Regions from separate parts of the Zea mays genome. Here region 2 is linked to region 1. The links are chromatin contacts, called in public Hi-C maps. All regions are on one chromosome and are shown on one strand. The core of a region is the stretch at or near the end of the contact, and the rest is flanking DNA. Distances in the headings are between cores, read along the strand shown. Region 1 has its middle 180 kb from the start of LOC100272233. Region 2 holds the start of LOC103632654.

Region 1 (6,134 bases), core at 39-2,538:
CTACATCCTGAAATACAGAGATTCAAATTTGCTGATCAATAGCTTAAATAGCCCATGATCACTAGGCGCAACTGGAGCGCTTCTTATACACTATATAGAAGCATTTTATGCTAGTTTAGATAGAATATATGATTGTCTAGTAGATGGTTGGGCTTATATTTTGGCATATTGGCACATGTGGCATTTATGCTAATTTATATTTGTATATGTTGATTTTTATACACCACTCTAATGCTGACTTTTAGGTGTATGTATGCTTAAATTAACATGTGTATAACGTTCCATTCTCGTCGTGTAAAAAAATAGTTCGAAATAGTGCAGTCTTTATGAGATCGTAACTGAACGTGAACCTTTGCTTATCAAGTTGCAGTGGTATCCATGACATCCATGTTCGCGTGGTATTTACGACAATCACCTGTATTCGTGCGCATCAATTATGTTGGGTTCACATGATTGCTGGCATAGTGTCCATCTTAAGCCATCCCTCCGTTATAACTACCATTTTTAAGCTCAAAATTAAGGATTTTATGATCATCGTGATTTATGTATTTTCAAACAAAATTTACGATAGTTTTTATTGTGTTTTACGCTTGCACTAATAGGTACAGTTGAGTGCTTGACACGTTAGTGTTTTGTAGTAATATCGGGTCATGCAACCGGAACTAAAGATTGACACCTTTTATCCTGAATATCCAGTTACGATTGAGAATTCAGTACAACGGACGATTCCGACCGATAAAGATGACCCTTTTTCCAATAGTTCCATTTAAGAATTTGAGATATCACTTTATGTCTATGTCATGACAATAAAATCAATTTGAAATATAAATGCAAGATGTTTAATGTCATGCAATTACGCTTCCATGACATTAAACCGCATGCAATTAAGCTACCATGTCATACACTCTATGATATGAATGCAAGATGCTTATGTCATGCATTCTATGATATGAATGCAAGGTGCTTAATGCCAGGCAATTCACTGCATATAGCAAGCTTAACGCTTGGTGTGCTACACACCTCTCGGTCCCACGCCGCAGGCTCTCGCTGCTCTGTATGCAGCTCGGCACAAAATAAATGACGCAGCTGCAATGCTCTTGTGTCTTTCGTCACCCAAAATAATAAAGTTCTACCCAAAACCGATGCGCACGTCTTTGCCGTCTCCATCCCAACAAAATCCATTGGCAAGACTCCATTTCAGCGGTCCGCCCCGCCACCCCCAGCGACGTTGGCAGCCGTCCGTGCGAAACCGCGTACCACCAGCCCGCTTCGTTTGTCTCGTCCTCGGCCCGTGTCCTACCTGCCGCCCGGCCCGCTACACTCTCTCTCTCTCTCTTATATACACACACGCGCGCGTGCGCCATAGCCATCTCCACCAGAGACCTCGACCGGCTCTTGATCAATCATCTGCAAACATAGTTGTTGAGCCCAGATTTCAGGCAGATTGCTAGCTACCTAGCCATGAGCACCGGCACCATGCCCATCGCGAGATGCGCTGCCACGGTTAACAACACCGCCTGCATCCCTGGCCGGAAGCGCCGCTGCTGCAACGTGACAGCAAGGGCGACGGCAACGTCGTCGGCGGCGGGCGGACGGGCTCCGGGCAGCACAAGGAGGGACTACTACACGGTGCTGTCCCTGGAGCAGCACCCGGCCGCGGAGGACGTGGGCGCGGAGGAGATCAAGCGCGCGTACCGGCGGCTGGCGCTGCGGCACCACCCGGACGTGTGCCCTCCGTCGAGGCGCGCCGAGTCCACGGAGCTCTTCCTCGAGCTGCGGCGCGCGTACGAGACGCTCTCCGACCCGGCGCGGAGGGTTCGGTACAACGCTGACCTGAGGGGAGGCACTGGCGGGGAGGTGGCGAGCCCCGGCGGCGTCGTGTTCGCGAGGCACGTGTGGGAGTCCCAGCTGGCCGTGCTGCGCGCGCACTCCGAGCAACGCCAGCGCGCGCGGAGCAGCCAGAGCCAGCCGCAGCGGCCGGTCTGATTTGTGTGTACGTGTACCGTGCACGACGCGCCGCAATAGAGTACCGTAGATCCGTACGTGTTATGATCCATTCTTTGGTTAATGATTATGCTTCAATAAAGCACGACCAAAGTGCCCTTTTGTCCTAGTCGCTCATTATTTGAATCGCCTTAACAGTTGACACTCATCATAGATTTTGTTGTTGATGTACTACATTCTGTGTGGAATGAAAGCAAAAGGAAAGCCTTGCCTAGGCGGTCATCATAGCCTATCCTCGAAAGCTACGGAGTCTCAGTTTTGAATCTCTCCAACAAATTCTCTAAACTCTCTTTTACCCTAAATTTTAGAGAAGATTCTCGTACTATACACATCTGTCTTCAGCAACATCCGTCCACTGAACGGTGATATATATATATATATATATATATATATATATATATATATATATATATAGGGTGATGGTAATTAGAGCCCTGGGCTTCCATTAGTATGGGAAGCCCCAGTCAGGTATATCTACGCGCGCTCGATCTGGTTCTGATTCTGGCTCGAGCGGATTGCAGCGTAAAACGTGACCTAAAACAGCATAAATGAGTACGAAATTTAGCGTAAATCTTATATATGTTTTGTAACAGCAAACGGGGCCTAAAATTACGGCGTAAAAATCGCATGCAGCCAATCGTGCGCGGGTTCTGGCTCGGGCGGATTCCAGCGTAAAACGTGAGCTAAAACAGCGTAAATGAGTACGAAATTTAGCGTAATTCCTATATCTGTTTTGTAACAGCAAACGGAGCCTAAAATTACGGCGTAAAAATCGTGTGCACCCGATCGTGCGCGGGTTCTGGATCGGGTGGATTTTAGCGTAAAACGTGAACCAAAACAGCGTAAATGAGTACAAATTTTATCGTAAATCATCGATCTGTTTCGTAACGACAAATGGGTCTCGAATTACGGCATGAAAATCGCCACAGGCGCTGTCTCGGGCGGATTTCGGCATAAAACGTGAACCAAAACAGCGTAAATGAGTATGAATTTTAGCGTAAATCATCGATTGATTTCGTAACGGCAAATGGGGACAAATTACGGCGTAAAAATCGTGCGCGGGTTCTGGCTCGAGTGGATTTAAGTGTAAATCGTGAACCAAAACAGCGTAAATGACGGGTTCTGGCTCGAGCGGATTTAAGTGTAAATCGTGAACCAAAACAGCGTAAATGAGTATAAATTTTAGCGTAAATGAATAGAAATATCAGAAACAGACAAATAGATGGAAGCGGATCCATGAACTGAAATATAGGTCATAAAATCCTATTGACATTGGCATAAATATGTATACAAAAATAGCATAAAAATAGGATCGCCGTCCTGCGGAACCAGCGCTTCGCATCTGGGATGCGCCACCACTTCGTGCCTAGGGGAGGATGCCGTCGTCGCTAGCGCCTAGGGAAATCCGCCGTCGCGACCGCTGGCACATCGCCGTCGTGCGCACCTCATGGGGCCGCCGCCGCGTGCGTGCCCTTGGGATCCGATGCCGCAGCGTGTCCCTAGATTCGCCGTCGCGCCACAGGAATCCGCCATCGCGAGCGTGTCCCCAGATCCGCCGTCGCGCCTCAGGGATCCGCCGTCGCGAGCGTGTCCCCAGATCCGTCGTCGCGCCACAGATGCTGGAGCGGCGGTGGCGGTGGCCATCGCAGAGACGGATGGGACAACCGCCGTTGTCACCGGGCCTAGGGTGCGCTGCCGTCGTCCGTCCGCTTCAAGAGCGCCGTCACCGCTTGCTCGCCTGCCTCGGAGCGTCGTTGTCGCTCGTTCCTGGTAGAGCGCCGCCGTCGGTCGCCTGCCTCGAGGTAACACCGCTGCTGGCCCCCAGGATCACCGCCGCTCGCACGCCCTAGAGAACCGCCGCCGCCGCTAAAACCTAATTCCTGGCGGCGTGGGGGTGTTTTTATAGTGGTGGCGTGGGCCGGATCGTGGGCCCGATGCACGTAATATGCGCAGACTATATTTGCATAAACTGATACACACATCAGCATAACTCGTATTATATTTTGGCGTAAGCAGTTAGGTACAATAAGCCAAAAAGGGTCCGGTGCGGTCGCGCACCTGGTCGGTACGTGGTCGGGGCTTCCTATAGTTAAATAGAGCCTAGGGCTCTAAATACATATATATATATATATATATATATATATAGAAGCTCTGGGCTTCCGATAGACATGGGAAGCTCCAGCCAGGGTAGTGGTCACGCGCGTGGTCAGGTCGGGCCAGTGGGGCACGTGAGTCCGCGCGATTGTGGAGCACGTTTATGCATGCGTAAACATGTGTTATATTTTACGTAAACAGAAGGTACGCACGTGGTGGGGTCGAGTTGGGATATACGAAGGTGGGTCAGCGTCGTGTTCGCTGGTCGGGTAGTTGGTTCCTACTCGTGTTTATGCTAGCATATTTAATGGTTCAGACTTGCATAACATGAGAGCGGCAACGAACTTTTCATTGGTTCGTTCAGGTGGGTCCACACACCATCGTGATTAGCGCGCCCATGAAGCTAGAAGTTACCGTATATATCAGAACATAAGATATGGAGCTGATCGTGCGTGAGAGTTCAGGCGGATTTCAGCGTAAAACGTGAACCAAAACAGCATAAATGGGTATAAATTTTAGTGTAAATCATCGATCTATTTCATAACGAAAACATGTATGGAAACAAAAAAATCTAATTTAAATGCTTTATTTACTCCATAAATATAGGATCTCTCCAACATCCGTGCATCAAGGCTCATTATAACCAGTTTATGATATATACTAATACTAGTTATACAACACAGCGAAATTATTTATGCCCTACGGTGGACTGCATAAAAATCGGTTTTCTACTGCATGTGCACAAATTTAGGATGACAATAATGTGAGTTCAAAAAGAAATGGATCAGCATACGCGAGATTTATGGAATCATGGCAAATGATCTCATTTTTTAGATCAGTTACCTTTTTCTAAATTTCTATTTTGTTGCATAAATGTGTGGGTCGTAAATATATCTTATACATATGACATAAATGGTAGGAACCCAATACACACTGGATTAAGTAAATGAGATAATGCATAAAATCAAAAATCGTTTGCGTAAAATATGAATAGAAATATCATAAACAGACAAATAGATGGAAGTGGAGCCATGAACTGAAATATATGTCATAAAACTCTATTGACATTGGCATAAATATGTATACAGAATAGCATAAAAATAGGATCGCCGCCCTGCGAAACCGGCGCCTCGCATCTGGGATGCGCCACCACTTCGTGCTAGGGGAGGATGCCGTCGTCGCTTGCGCCTAGAGAAATCCGCCATCGCTGCTCCCACCTTGGATGGCATCGCAGTCGTACACGCTCAGGGGTCGACCCTCGCGCGCATGAATCCCGACCCGTTGCACCAACCGCTCCCACCTCGCCGTCATGAACGCCTTACGGATGTTGTCGTTGCTCACATGCCCCCGGGATCCACCGTCGCGCCGCCGCAGTCGCTCCCACGTCACCGCCGTGTGCACCTCAAGGGGTCGCTGTTGCGTGCACCTCAGGGAGACGTTGTCGCGCTCGAGCCCCATGGGATCCGCTGTCGCGGCCGCTGGCACATTGCCGTCGTGCGCACCTCATGAGGCCGCCGCCGCGTGCGTGCCCTCGGGATCCGATGCCGCAGCCGCTCCCACCTCGCCGTCGTGCGCGCCTCAGGGATCCGCCGTCGCGAGCGTGTCCCCAGATCCGTCGTCGCGCCACAGATGCTGGAGCGGCGGCGGCGGTGGCCATTGCAGAGACGGACGGGACAACTGTCGTTGTCACCGGGCCTAGGGTGCGCTGCCGTCGTCCGTCCGCTTCGAGAGCGCCGTCACCGCTTGCCCGCCTGCCTTGGAGTGTCGTTGTCGCTCGTTCCTGGTGGAGCGCCGCCGTCGGTCGCCTGCCTCAAGGCGACACCGCTGCTGGCCCCCACGATCACCGCCGCTCGCACACCCGAGAGAACCACCGCCGCCGCTAAAACCTAATCCCTAGCGGTGTGGGGGTGTTTTTATAGTGAGCGCGTGGGCCAGATCGTGGGCCCGATGCACGTAATATGCGCAGACTATATTTGCATAAACTGATACAAACATCAGCATAACTCGTATTATAATTTGGCGTAAGCAGTTATGTA
Region 2 (6,532 bases), core at 3,920-6,419, 200 kb before region 1:
TGGAGTGCACGTTTTTTAGTCATTGTCGCACGCACCGGCGGCGAGCGGTGGACGGAGGACGGGGAGGGTGCGCACATGCACGGCACGGCACGTCCGGCGGGGCAGAAGGGGCCCGCGCCGCGTCGGGCCGCGCCGTGAATCTCTCTCTCTCCCCTGTCGTGGTCACGTCGGAGCCCATACGAGGGCCACCGCTATCCGTCGCATTTATTATCGTTCCCCATGGCGCGGCGGTAGGCCGGCGGCATCCCATCCCATCCCCTGGGCCAGGCTGGGGTTTAACGCTCTATGGCGGGAAATCCACTCCCGCGCCGCGCGGCCGCGCCTTGGCCTTGGGTACCGTCCTCCTCCCACCTCCGGCGACCGGCTTGTTTTGGATCAAACCTGGAAAGCCGAGCTGCCCAGAGTGTACTAATAAATAATAATGTAGAAGACCTTTCGATTGGGCCAGGCTACTACACGAACGATTGAACGAGATGAGACGAGGCAGAGCTGTCGCGACGCCGCTTTTTTTCTCCGCCCGTACGTAGCTTGCTCCTAGCAATAGGTTTACTTAGGTACTTTTTTTTATTTTATATAGAGTATATTTTCAAACATTTAGGCGATATAGTCGTCTTTCTGAGGTACAGTCCGATCGGAACTTTGCGCACGCCGCCGAAGATAGGAGGAAGTAAATAAGACTCACGGCATGGGCTGACGGCTCACCACACCAGTGAGCAGCAATCCGCTGCCAGTCGCTGTCGTCAGTCGTCTCGTCTCGGGTGATAGCCGCGAGTCGTGCAGCCGCCCAACGAAGCTTCTTCGCCTCCTGCCTCCTGCCTCCTGCTCCTCCGGGATCGCTCGCAGACAAGTACGCAGTCGTCCACGAGGTATGTACTACGTACACGCTACGTCTACGTTGTGTGAGGAGCAGGCCGGACTTATATACCAAAATCTGAATAGAGGCCTGATATCTGAGTTGATTTACTAACTAATTGACCTTTATAAATACAGTAAACAAGATAAAATGTCTATTAAAACCAGAAAATTGAGTGGGGCATGTGCCCCCGCTCGGCTCAACGTAGTCCCTCGTGAGGAGGCGTGATCTTTGTTTGCTTTGCTCCCGGTTTCAAGTGAGTTGTGCGTTGAGTCAAGGCGCACCAGGCCAACGAGGATATACAGATATACTACTGTACTATATTGATTGGCGCCAGCACTAGAGGCGCACCAGCGCCTGTTCGTTTAACTTTAATCTGTACCGGCGTTTACTGTTTGTACGGTATTTTTGTCTCTCTATATATTGCAGCCGCAGCAGTCTAAATAGCCGGATTTAATCTGAAGCGAGATGAGCAATTTATCGAATACTATAAGGTAAAAAAAATGTCGTAGGGTATATATGTATATACTAATTTGTGTATAGCATAGAGAATAAGTTAATAAAAAAAGATACATGCACCATATAATTAATTCGAACAGAAATCAAAATAATGTCTCTACGATGATAGGTCAAATTAAAAAAAAACTTCGCTTATTCATGGGAGCTTATCATAGGTACCAATTCTATATTAATATAGATGATCAACTTCACATAAAATCATCTCCCGTTTTATTTCGTAGATTTGTGTTTTGATATGTTTTGTAGGTGAAAGGCTCTCTCAGTGGATGCAGTCGAGACTGAAAGTGTGACCATTAATCTTAATAATCCGTAAAACCATTTGATACACTGAACTTTTACATGATTTGAAAAGTTTTTTTTCTTCTACCAAAACAGCAAGTGATCCTGTTCGACACCAAAAAGAGAGGGCAGATGGTCCGGCCCTGGGGCCGGACGGTCCACGCGTGCGCAGAACATATTAGGGTTCCGAGTTTTTTGCTGTGTTTATTGGCTAGATTCTCGAAATTAGCTCGGAAAGTTTGTTTGTAAAGGGTCCAGCCCCCCTCCTCTATAAATAGAGAGGTATACGGCCGATTTGTAATCATCAATCGAATCAATACCACTTCTATTTCGCATTTATTTTCAGTACAAATTAGGAGTAGTTCTAGCCTAGTTCTAGTTTAGCCTCTCAATCCCCAAATTCTCCGCTTCTCTTCGACTCTACGTCGATTAGAGGAGTCTAGGTCGGCCGATCCGAGCCTAGACAACTCCTAGGATCTCTCCTCTCCGACGGGGTCTCTCCCGGGAGCGAGATCCAGGCGCCGCCGGCGATCTTCCGCCGCCCCTGTGCACGCGTGGACCGTCCGACCGTCAGGCAGGAGCCCTAGCCTCGCACCAGGCCACAGACCGTTCGGCCCCTGCGCGCGGACCGTCTGCCCCTGTGCAGAGAGCACCGCCGGGCCTCGCGCCAGGTCGCGGACCGTCCGGCCCCTGCGCGTGGACCGTCCGCCCTTGTGCAGAGGGCACCGCTACAGTTCTTGTTAAGTGTTTGCCGCTCCAAAAAGGCGTCAACAGATCCTAATATATTTGGCTCTCAATGATTATATATTCAAAAGGTGAAGCATCAAATCTGTCACGCACACAATAACTATCCGGTGACAGTTTTGGACTAAAATTCTTTAATTTTTTTATTACCAATGAATTTAATACTTTTAAAAATGATAAATTTTTACTTGATAGAGAAATTTATTTGGACGAAATAAAAATCTATGTTCCTGGCTCCGCCCTAGCAGTGCAGTGGTGTATATCCCGCAGTGTTTTAGCCGTCGGGTCACCGATCACGCATACGTAGGGGGGAAGGGGAAGGAATTTGCCGGATGGAGGGCTTTCCTTTCGCTTCAATTCAATGCTAGCTACGTGAAGGCCAGCCAGTTCATGAACCATCCATGCATGCTCCGTAACGTTCAGGTCACTTGAACCACACGCCTCGGCTTCGCTTGGGTGAGTGATGACAACAGACGATGCTGAACCGATCATATTATCGATGGTAGCAGTGGTAGTACGCGTTACGCAACCGTTGGGTGTTCAGTCCATGATACGCAAACGCAACGCAACCCGCCGCATCAAGGTCGCCCCGTCTGTGTCTGTGGTAAATAAAAAGAACGTTGAACTTTCTGAGCTGAGATTGCTCAAGACAATCTACTAATATCATCAGAGCGAACGCACGCACGCCGTCTGTGTCTGTGGCCGTGATTACTTGCAAACATTCAAATCAAGGAAAAACTGGGGAACAGCCGAACACAGATTGTTTATACAACAATAAACCATACAATAGTAGCACCAACAGTAGCAGTTCATCAAATTACAACTCCTGGACACAGCTAGCTAGCTGATTTTACAACATACATCATACGGAGCACTACTGCTTGACAAGCATCTCCTCACATCACACCGTGCTGCTCTTTACAACCTGTAGAGCACAGCACACCATCTAGCACAACAAAAACAGCTACCAGGACAACGGACACCTGAACGGCCGGGGGGGTGGGGTCACTGACCAGTGTGACACGTACCGGCCACCACCGGAGAACGCCGGACACAAAAACGCCGGCTTCCCGTCGGTTGTGGTTCTCTCCTCCTCCGGAGAACCAAACCCTAAATAACCCGAGATCTACAACTGACTCACCAGTGACAAGGACCAAACGAATCGGACGGACATCTACACAGAACCAACCAACGAACGGACGGACGGGGATTAGCACTAATGATCCAACTAGTGCCCGCGCAGGATGTCTAAAATCCCATCTGCGCGACGGCCGTTAACCTTCTTTAACCCTCCTCCTGCTGCACGACGGCAGTGTGGGTAGGATGGGAGCCAGCCAGCCAGCCAGCCAACAAGGGGCGACGATTAATTGGCGAGGAGGGAGTCCCAGTCGATCTCGTACGACGGGTACTTGGTGAGCGCGAAGCCGGCGGCCTCGTCCCACGGCGCCTCGCTGAAGTCCAGCTGCTGCATCTCCGGCACCGTCGGCCCTGGCGAGGCGGACGGCGACGGGGACGGGCACGAGGACTCGGTGGCGGACTCGAGGCAGGACGAGGTCGCGTCGTCGGACGACGGCGAGGAGCAGTTGCTGGTGGGGGCGGACGACGACGCGGCAGCTGCGGCGGAGGCCGGCTTCTTGGCGCCCTTCTTGGACGCGGCGATGCTCTGGCACAGGCTCTGGAGCTTGGCGTCGACGGAGGCGTGGAGCGGGCCGCGGGAGGCGGCGTTGTCGGGGAAGTTGAGGCGCGCCGCGTCGCCGCGCAGGCGGTAGGCGGCCTGGTCGTAGGCGAGCGCCGCCTCCTCGGCGGTGTCGAAGGTGCCGAGCCAGAGCCGGGTGCGGTTGCGCGGGAGCCGGATCTCCGCCACCCACTTGCCCCAGTGCCGCTGCCGCACGCCGCGGTACAGCTTCTGCGGCCGCGCCGGGGCGGGGGCCGCGGACGCGGACGCCTTCATGGGCTGGGCACGCGGGCCCAGCACGGAGGTCTGTGCCTGGCGACGCTGCAGGTGGAGGCGGGCCTGGATGTACTGCATCTGGGAAGGGCTCAGCTGGCCCGCCTCGTCGGCCGCGGCGAACGGGTAGTTCCCTCCGTAGGAGGAGGCGGCGGCGACGGCTTGGTGGAAGGAGAACGGCGACGAGGGGCTAAGTGGCTGGTGCGGGTGGAGGAGCGGACTGGATCCGTGAGCAGAGGCATCCCGGATAAAAGGCTCGAGTGCTCTCATCAGCTCCTCCCCTGACAGATCTATAGTAGCAGCCATCTAGACTGTTTTTTTTTGTTTTTTTGTTTTTTTTCCTCTCTCTCTAGCAAACCAAGAACAAACGAAGAAACTGGCGGAACCCAACAGCCACAGTAAAAACAGATGGCAGTGGTGGGTAGATCCACTCAGGACAGGACTCACTTGCGCAAGGGAGGTGTGGAAAAAGAACCTCTCTTGGCTACCAACCTAACGACTAGTACTAGTACACTGCTAGAACTAGAACCAAACCGAAGAAGAAACAGCAGATCTGAAGCCCGGGATCTAAAAGGCCACGGGTCTCTCGCTGTCTGCTCGAGGAAGAAGACGGAACCAGGAAGAACAGAAGAGGATGAGAGAGTCGAAGTCGAGTGAACTTTACCTGCGACGCGCGAGAGAAATCGCTCAGATCTAAGCTTACCTCGCTCGATCTCACTGGAACTGCGGCGGCTGTGGACGGGCGCTGGATGGGAGGCGGAGCTGGCTGTGGACGGACGGGGACGGGCGGGGCTGTGGGTCTGCGGGAGTGTTTGGTGGGGCGGGGAGGTGGAAAGGAGGCGCGAGGAGCTCTTTTATAGCGACGCGGCCTCGCCGCATTTGATTAGCGCCCCCCTAACCCTCAGTTTCATCGCAGTGTCGCCGTAATTTTTGGAGGAGTGAGTGATTCCTGATTACGGATTACTATGCTTCGCGCCTACTCCGCCGGCGAGAAGCCCCCCTTTTCCTACAGCAGCGTGTCAGCGATGATGGTGGCAGTGGCAGAGCGTGGAGAGTGAGTCACTGGCCAGTGGACCAGCGACCTGCTCCCTGCGGACTCCACGCGGTGCCATAATTGCACGGGCGTTCCGTGGAATGGGATCGGATGCGGCGGGGTGCTGCTGCCGCAGAGCCTTTGACCACTGGCCGAGCGCCACGTACTGGCGCGTATGGTCCTGCTCCACGGCTTGGTGTCGGTGGTAGCACACGTGGCGGGTTCTCGTTTGTTGCGCCGGTGTTTGGTGCTCGAGGCTGGCAGACGAGGAGATGCACATCGAATATGCTAGAGCGACTATGTATATTTTTTTTTTCTCAGCCAGGAGAATGAACCCATCGGCAACTTGAGGCCGATCATTAGGCGTTTGAACCACACCCAACCGGCAATGAACGGAACAGTCTTTATTTGGGTGAGCGGCAATGGTGATTTCCTTCAGCCCCGTTTTTTGTACGGCAAGTTTGGTCACCGGTGCTAGTGATGCCAGAGAAGAGAACCATGCGTGTCTGGAAAACACACTCCAGAGCGTCACGTATAGGCCCTGTTTGTTTCGGCTTCTGGCAGCTTCTGGTCACCAAAAGCTGCTGCGGACTGCCAAACGCTCAGCTTTTCAGCCAGTTTCTATAAAATTCGTTGGGACAAAAACCATTCAAAATCAACATAAACACATAATCGGTTGAGTCGTTGTAATAGTAGGAATCCGTCACTTTCTAGATCCTGAGCCCTGTAAACAACTTTATCTTCCTCCACACGTAATCGTAATGATACTCAGATTCTTCGCACAGCCAGATTCTCCCCACAGCTAGATTTTCAGAAAAGCTGGTCAGAAAAAAGCTGAACCAAACAGGCCCAGAATACGGTCGGCAACTGAAACGAAAAAAAAAAGAAAAGAAATTAATCGCCTTTCGCATCATGTATTCTGCGTGTTGGGTTCGTTGGATTGGCACACGCCGGCACCGTGGTTTGGCGTCGCTCTCACCACGCATCCTTCTCGTGCCGCCACATTCGCCGTTGCCCGACGTGACGCCATTACAGACCTCGCTGTTGCAGTTACAGACGTGCCGTGCGTGCAGCCACGCCCGCTGCTGCGTGCGCCGGTCCCACGCATCTCCTTTGCGGCGTCACGCACCCGTGCATGGGATCACAAATTGTGCGT

What was found. Hi-C and Micro-C count contacts between places; a contact is called where the count stands out from the background.
Region 2: a contact with region 1 is called in a Hi-C map of ear, with 1.6 times the contacts expected there. The contact joins the promoter of LOC103632654 here to the enhancer-like site in region 1. A contact is called at or near these places in 2 of 25 Hi-C or Micro-C datasets (ear and leaf).

The regions. Positions count from the first base shown.
Region 1 is chr7:104,655,750-104,661,883 of Zm-B73-REFERENCE-NAM-5.0, reverse strand. No RefSeq gene overlaps it. Among protein-coding and RNA genes, the nearest start is that of LOC100272233, 180 kb to the right of the region's middle. Within about 2 kb of position 1,288, at least 17 of the 20 cell types and tissues checked have an H3K27ac peak or open chromatin away from gene starts, as enhancers often do. A contact at or near this core is called in ear and leaf, where this site is marked.
Region 2 is chr7:104,856,745-104,863,276 of Zm-B73-REFERENCE-NAM-5.0, reverse strand. It overlaps LOC103632654, which reads right to left and starts at 5,169. Exons shown (of 1, transcript NM_001346421.1): 1 at 3,139-5,169. The coding sequence starts at 4,649. The coding sequence ends at 3,759.